2 separate regions of the Mustela erminea genome follow, and region 1 is linked to region 2. The links are chromatin contacts, called in public Hi-C maps. All regions are on one chromosome and are shown on one strand. The core of a region is the stretch at or near the end of the contact, and the rest is flanking DNA. Distances in the headings are between cores, read along the strand shown.

Region 1 (3,833 bases), core at 162-2,661, 420 kb after region 2:
TTTCTTGTTATTGCCCTCCGCCAGGCTCTGAAAGAAAGCAGAGAACTGAGGAGTGGCTGGAGTGGGGAAGTCACTAGAACCTAGTTCCTCAATTAGTTTGCATAACAGAAAAATAAAGACTGGAAGGACACTTCCTCCGGTCCCCCGCTGCAGGGACCTACCGCTCCACCCCTCGCCTCGTGATGTCCCCAGTCCTCCGGGACTCCCGGCCCCTGGCACCGAGCGCGGACACCACCATCTGCAAACTCAGGACTCCTCGTCGACCAGCCGCGACGCGACACCGGGACGCCGAGCCCGGGTCCGAGAGACGCCTCCTGCCGGCCGCGGCGGTTTTCGCAGCTCCGCCCCCCGGGCCGGGCCAACTCCGCTCAGCGCACCGCAGCTGAGGCGCCGCCGGGCTCGGCCAATTCCCGGCGTTCCGAAGCATCCCACCCCCTCAATGGCCCTCGGCAGGCACCGGAGCGCCCCCCGAACCCTAGCTGCAGCCTGGTCCCAACGAGCGCCCCCCGCCCCGCCCAGGCTTCCCTCCATCCCAGAAGCCCCTCACGGCGCCTTCCACAGTTAATTTCTTCCTCGCCTCCTCAACCGACCTTCCCGACAGGATCGTCCTGCCAGTCTCGGAGGCTCCAGAAAGGAGCCGAGAGGTGCAAGGGGAAACGCGGTCGGCGGCTCTCGGGGTGGCGGCCAGGAAACAGGCGAACACTTCTGCGCCTTCAAAGTTGATCTGAAAACAGCCTGCAAACTTCTGGGCTGCAGCCGGAATGCGGGTCTGCCGGAAGGCTCCCCTCAGCTGCCGTGCCCGGCGCCTCGATCTGCGAACTGCTCCTCCGCCTCAGAGCGCTCGGGGTCCGCCCGGCGGGGGAGGCCGCATAGACGCGCCCCCCGCGCCCACCCAGACCAAGTGGGAACCCGGAGACGCCGGCGACCGCGACTAAACCCTTCAGTGTCTCCCTCCGATTTATACACCTGCCCGAGGCCGTAAGTGATTAGTAAGTGTAAGCCAATCCCATCCCGATACTGACTGGATCCGAATGAATTCGGCAGGAAGAAAACGCACAGTCTAAATATCAATCACCCTAGATCCCCCGAAAGGCTGCGAGGCCGGCGCCACCGTCCGCGCCCGCCATCCCAGCTAGGGTCTCTCGCCCGCCCCTCAGAGCCCACCCGGAGCCCTTCACCTGATCGAGCAGCCTGAGAGAAGCGACCGCAGGAGCCGAGTCGCCGCCGCACCGCCGGCTCGCTGGTAGCGTCCGCGCGGGAGGATTGGCGCGGAGAGCGGGCTTGGGCGTCTAAGGGTCGCAGGCCGGAGACGCGACGAGCAGCGCACGGGCCATTCCGCCGCCGGGAGTGCAGAAAGCCGCGACCGCACTGCCGAACCAGCTCTCTCGCCTGTCACCGGGAGCTCTGCTTTAAAGTGGCTTCCGGTCGCCTCTTCTCGGCTGTCCCGTCGCGGAGGCGGAGCCTGAGCAGCGGGGGAAGAGGGGTGGGGTGAGAGGGCCCGGCGCTCAGTGGGTGCCGCTCAGGAGGCCCGCCCCACGTGCGCGTGCGCGCTCGCTTGCAGGGAGGCGCGCGAAGTGTGCGTGCGATGGCCGCGTGTTCCCGCGAGGGGGCGTGTCCTTCCGCGCGCCGGCTGGGTACCGGCGAGTCCAGGTCTGCGCGCGTTGGGGAGCGCGCGGCTGTGAGGAGGGGAAGTGTGGGCCGCGTGGGGCAGACTCTACGTGCCCGCAAACACACGGAGGATCACTGGGTTCCGAGGAAACCCGGGCACCCGAGAGAGGATGTGAGACAGAACGAGCCGTTTCTGTGCGGTTGGCTTTATTTGCCTCCTCACAAAACGCCTCTTGCCCTTGACGCCGCGGGACCCCGACAGGAGGCAAACGGCTGCTACAGCCGCTGTGGCCAGACGGGGTCGCCCGCCCCAAGCCTGACGGATGGCCCGCCGCGCACCCGAGTCGGCAGCCGGTCCGCCGCGGTCGCTAGCGCGCCAGTTTCAGGGGGAACGTAGCCTGACAGAAGGGAAACTCGGCTTTGGGGCTTTGACAGTAGAAGCGCGAATCTGTTCTAGAAAGCTTTTAAGTACCGTAATGACTAATTTATTCATTCAACAAATGTTTGTCGAGTGTCTGTTGCGTGCCAGGCATGCAACTAGGTTTAGGCTACAGCCCTGATTAACTCGGACGCCATGCCTCTTTTCATGGAACTTGCAGAACACCATGTATTCGTGTTTAAAATATACACTGCATGTGAATTTGCTATAGTTTCTGGACTATAAAATGTCTTGGTCTATAAAAGTCTTTGCTATAGTTTCTGGACTATAAAATGCCCTTCCTATATTGAATTTCAGTGATGGAAGTAGAGGCACTACGTTAGATTCATATAATCACTATTATATCGGAGGAGAAAGACCCTTTTGCTCAAAGTTAATTATGGCTGGGTGCCTGGGTGGCTCAGTGGGTTAAGCCGCTACCTTCGGCTCAGGTCATGATCTCAGGGTCCTGGGATCGAGTCCCGCATCGGGCTCTCTGCTCAGCCGGGAGCCTGCTTCCCTCTTTCTCTCTCTCTCTGCCTGCCTCTCTGCCTACTTGTGATCTCTCTGTCAAATAAATAAATAAAATCTTAAAAAAAAAAGTTAATTATGGCTATATCCCCCAGTAGCTGGCAGAAAAGGAGAAGGGAACACTGCTTGCGAAGAGATGCTCTCTGCCGGTGGCCTGAAATCTAAACCGACTGAATTCCATAATTCGGAGAGTTTCTGGGTTGAAAAAGCCAACTATTCCCTTACAAAACATGAAAGCCTGTAAAAATAGTAGCTAAGCAGCAGCAGTAGTAGAGATAATGGTTTCGAGCTTTCTTAAACTCTTCAAAACCAGATTGGGTGAAACACCAGCAGAAAATAGATTAAGGGTAGTACCTCCCCAGCGGCTTATTTCAAATTGCATCAAGTCATGGCCATTCAACTAAGATAGTAATGATATGGACAAAATTCAGACACTAATAGGTAAGATAGAATTTTCAGGCTTAACAGCTGTATTAAGACAGTATCTTGGTCTGTGCCTACCCCTACATAGAGTTACCTAGAAGCAAGTATCTAAGTTTAAATCTACCATTTTTACTATTTGGTCTTTGTCTCAATCTGTTCTATGGTCCTTAGATTTCATGCCTTCTTTTGGATTAAATATTTTTAATTCTATTCTCTCCCACCAGTAAGTTATACATTATTTTTATTTTCGTAGCAGTTCAGTTATTTATTGCTGTGTACAAACCACCCCAAAACTTAGTGATTTAGAATAACAGTTCTTATTTGCCCATGATTCTGGATTCTCTGGCTTTGGAATTCAGACAGTGCATAGTGCATGTGGCTCAGTTCTGCTTGGTGATGCCTAGGGTCTCAACTGGGGTGGTTCAAATAGCTGGGCCTGGCTCATCTAGGGCCATATGTCTTGGGCCTCTGTTCTGGCTATTAGCTGGATTCCCTAGTTTTTCTCTGTAAGCCTTGTCTTCAGGATTCATTTGGGCTTCCTCACAGCATGATAATCTCAGGGTTCCAAGAGAGAGCAGTCCAAGAGGACAAGCCTCAATATGCAAGCTTTTGCTTGCATCATGCTTGTTAATGTGTCTGTCACCAGAACAAGGCATATGACAAGCTCAGCATCTACATGGGAGGGACCCACAGGAGACCATGAATACAAATATAAGAAGGTGTGGTTCATTGGGGGTCCCTTGGATTAAGGGTAGACCACCTTATTCCATGGATTAATAGTTAAAAGTTACTAGTTAAAATTACTTCCAGAGTGTAGCCCTTTGGAATTCCAGTTTAAAGTCTTTCTTTCTTA
Region 2 (3,639 bases), core at 165-2,664:
GGGAGGACACAGGGTGAAAGTTCCAGAAGTCCAGCAACCTTTCACCCCGTCCCAATGACAGGAAGCTGAATCTAAAAGGAAACTCCTTAGATGCCTGGGGAAAAGCTGGTTAGGGAAGTAAAGAGTTACTGGAATGTTGAATGCTGTGAAGGAATCTGTCAGATGAGAAAGGAAAAGGAAAGTGGTTATCCAGGACAAAGGGCATGAGTTTTCAGTCTACTATTCATCATGACCGGAGAGGGACTGTTGACCAGATTATTTCATTCCACAGGTACGGAGGGAAAGACTTGTTACTTTTTTGTGTGCAGTGGGTTCCTCCCCACCTTGTGGACTGTTCTCATCCTGCAAGGCTGGGGGAACTCAATTCCAAGCACTCAGTGTGGTGAGAAGGTGAGGGCTTTGAAGCCAGAACACCCGGTTTCAAGCTGTTGCTCCCCTCTGACCCACACGTGACCCTGAGACCTCAAATTCCTCACCTGAAAATAAAAGCAATTGCTACCTCCAGGCTGCAGTGAGCAGTCTTGGGAGAACATGTGTGAGGAGGCTTCTCATAAAGAAGGGAACCTCACAGCTACTGGTCACTTGTTCTTTCTTTCTTTTTTTCTTTTTTCTTTTCTATTTATTTACTTGAGAGAGAGTGAGAGAGTGAGAGAGAGAGCATGAGAGGGGAGAGGATCAGAGGGAGAAGCAGACTCCCCTCCAAGCAGGGATCCTGACGTGGGACCCCAGGCAGTCACCTAACCAACTGAGTGACCCAGGCGCCCTCACTTGTTATTTCTAATCTGTAGGAACTCTAACTTCTCTCCAGGCCAACTAGCATTGTCTCATTATCAGCAAAGAGAAAGATAGCGATTTATCAAGGCCTTTTATCATCTTTGGGGATTTAAAGGTTTTAAAGCCTGAAGAAGAGCCAAGTGCTTTGCTCTCTCACGTGTTCCTCCCCATCCCCAGCATCTTGCGGGGAACATGGGCCTTTTTGGGGAAAGGCCACCATCAGGCCCCAGCCAGCCCCTGGGGAGCAACATGGGGGACACTGAGCTCATACACACTCCCCCTTCCAGTCTAGGGCTGCAGTAGGCACTTTTTTCTTCGTAGTCCACTTGCTCCATTAAAATGGTATCTAAAATTAAATTTTATGACAAATTGATATAAAAATGGGTACGATCCAGGCGGGGCCCATTACTGCATATTCATCAGGATTACTTTTTAGGATTTAATAGAAATTTACTTTAAAAGAAATGCATGCTGAGGAGCACTTTGGGCACTAGGGGGCAGCACGAGTTCACGAGATGCTTATGGGGCCCCCGGTGGAGGGGCGGCCTGGTAAATAATGGGGAAAGACAGAGCAATGACTCCCACCGCTGACTCACAAAGGGCTTTTGCTTCTCACAGAGTGTTATGTTCGCTCCTCACATCAGCCCCAGGAAGCAGGCGGGTGGGGCTGGAGTTACTGCCCCACTTGGGACAGAGAAGGAAGGCTCACCCTGGGAGGCCCCGTGGGGCGCTGGGTCACACGGTGGCAGAGGCGGGCCCAACTAGAATTTCCTGGCTCCTCCTGCCATGCTTCTCTTTCAGATGTTGAGCTGGGCTGGATACTGAGCAGACAAGGGTAGGACCAGAAGGCCAAACTCAACCTCCAACCCCCACGCCTCCCCTGCCACCACTCCTCACCCCCAACTCTCTGGGAAGCAGCAGCCCTCCTTCTGAATCCAGGCAGAGGAGACCCAACATTCCAGACCCAGGCCCTACCCCCAAGCTCCCTGGGGACCAAATGTGCCTTTGTTCATTCCCTAGGCCCCGCTGATCCACTGGCCAGCCAGGAGCAGGCCTCTTAGGTGGGAGAGACATTCACTCTGCTCCATGAAGGGTAAGCAATGCCAGAAGCATACAAAAGGCATTCACTGTGCAAAGGCTAAAGGAAGAAATAAGCACTAGAGAGGCACCGAGTGCCTGGCAAAGGCACACAGCAGAGAAGGAAAGACCAGAAACAAAAGCAAACAGAGCACAGGCAGGAGATGATGGGATCTTGGAGGCTGCTTTCCCACGTCCCAGGGGGAACACCCAGCCCGTGGCCTGATGGAGAGCGCCAGCTATGCTTGAACAATAGGCCTTTCTCTCTTCTCGGCAGCTAAGCACACACCCAGGAGGAAGAGAGCCTGGCTTGTGCAGGCCAACTCTGCACTGGGATCTGGACTGAAGGGGAAGCTAGTTTACAACACAGATAATTTGTGTTCAGTTTCCTCCTTTCAAGGTGAGGGCAGTGCCTGAGCCCATGTGATAAATAAAAGGTAGATTTCTTTGCTGGACAAGCAGAAAAGGGTGGTTCACTTTTTCAGGGGAAACACGAGAACCCAACTGAATGGATGTGGCAAAAGTCCACAGAGTTCCAGAGAGCATCTTTGTGATTCAAAGGAGCCAAGAAGGTTCTGGAAACAAGAAGTTCCTGGTAAAGTGTGGCCAGGGCTGAGGCAAGGGGACACAGCATTATGGGGACCCTGGGGGCTCCAGATGCTCCAAGGACAGAGGTGACATCCATCCACCAAACAGCATCTGTCCTCAAGGTCACCAAATAGGCAGGAATCTCTCCCTATGTCAACAGAGTGACACCAGTACTCGTCTGGCAGGCCCACCTCAAGGAGCAATGACGACAGGCTTATTGCATGGATGAAGAGTCACAGTTCAGTTGCTGAGTCTCCACAGTCCAACCCCTGACTTCCCAGGGATTGGTGGGGAGAGGTGACAGTCCAGCCCAGGTTGGGAGGAGAGGGGCTGAAAAACCTGCTCAAGAAAGGACAGGAACCCTCATCAGAGTGCCAGGGCATTCATGAAGCTATGTATTCAGTACTCTCCTGGGAGGGAGCAGATATGGCAGTTGCGAGCCACGGGGAAAGACTTATCCATAGAAGGCTTGCCGCCAGGGGCAGGCTGAGCCAGACCCGCTGTATTTAAGAACTCCATGATAGAGGGTGATTGACTTTCAGAACTGAAAAGGACTTTTAGGATGGCTGCTCTGATCTCCTCACATTGGCACAGGAAGGGACTTTGGAGGAAAGAGTCAAATGCCAAGGTGGCCCAAAAGGATGGTGTGACTTGCTAAAGGCCCCACAGAACCTCAGGGAACAGGAAGAAGCAGCCCCAGCTTCCTGATTTATGGCCCAGAGCTCTTGCTGGTAAATGACACTATCTTGAAAGCAGAAAGTAAAGGGGACCTAGAGGAGTCCTGGGGAGCTGGGTGTTTCATTGGGCCGAGACTCATCGGGCCAAGGATGCAAAATGAACCTTAACTTTGAAGCCAGACTAGAGAAGGAAGTAGGCCACTAAAACACTGCAATTTATCAGAGAAGGTGGAAAATCAAAACGCACAAACCAGCTCAAGATCACATGACAAGGGAAGGTTGCTGGGAAGGACTTGTGTGACACAGTGTTTGAGGTTTCTTCCATCTCCCTGTTCTGAGGGCTGCTGCTCTAAGAGCCTAAGGCTCTGAGGAGCTAGGAAGGAGTCTGTGTGCTGACTTGAGAGGGGAAATACGGAGGGCTGTGACTCATGCCCCTGCAGCTTCCCTGGGCCACTCCAGCAGCTCTGAGTCAGCAGCCATGTCTGAGATTGGCACCATTGCTCAAGGCCTTCTATGGTGACTC

The links. A called contact is a pair of places that touch in the nucleus more often than the background predicts.
Region 1: a Hi-C map of spleen shows a contact between it and region 2, with 2.9 times the contacts expected there. The contact joins the promoter of TIPARP here to the enhancer-like site in region 2. A contact is called at or near these places in 2 of 3 Hi-C or Micro-C datasets (fibroblasts and spleen).

What each region holds. Positions count from the first base shown.
Region 1 is chr1:138,821,739-138,825,571 of mMusErm1.Pri, forward strand. It overlaps TIPARP (protein mono-ADP-ribosyltransferase TIPARP), which reads right to left and starts at 1,412. Exons shown (of 6, transcript XM_032343991.1): 1 at 1,179-1,412.
Region 2 is chr1:138,398,482-138,402,120 of mMusErm1.Pri, forward strand. No RefSeq gene overlaps it. Among named protein-coding and RNA genes, the nearest start is that of CCNL1, 32 kb to the left of the region's middle. Within about 2 kb of position 1,415, the one cell type or tissue checked has open chromatin away from gene starts, as enhancers often do. A contact at or near this core is called in fibroblasts, where this site is marked.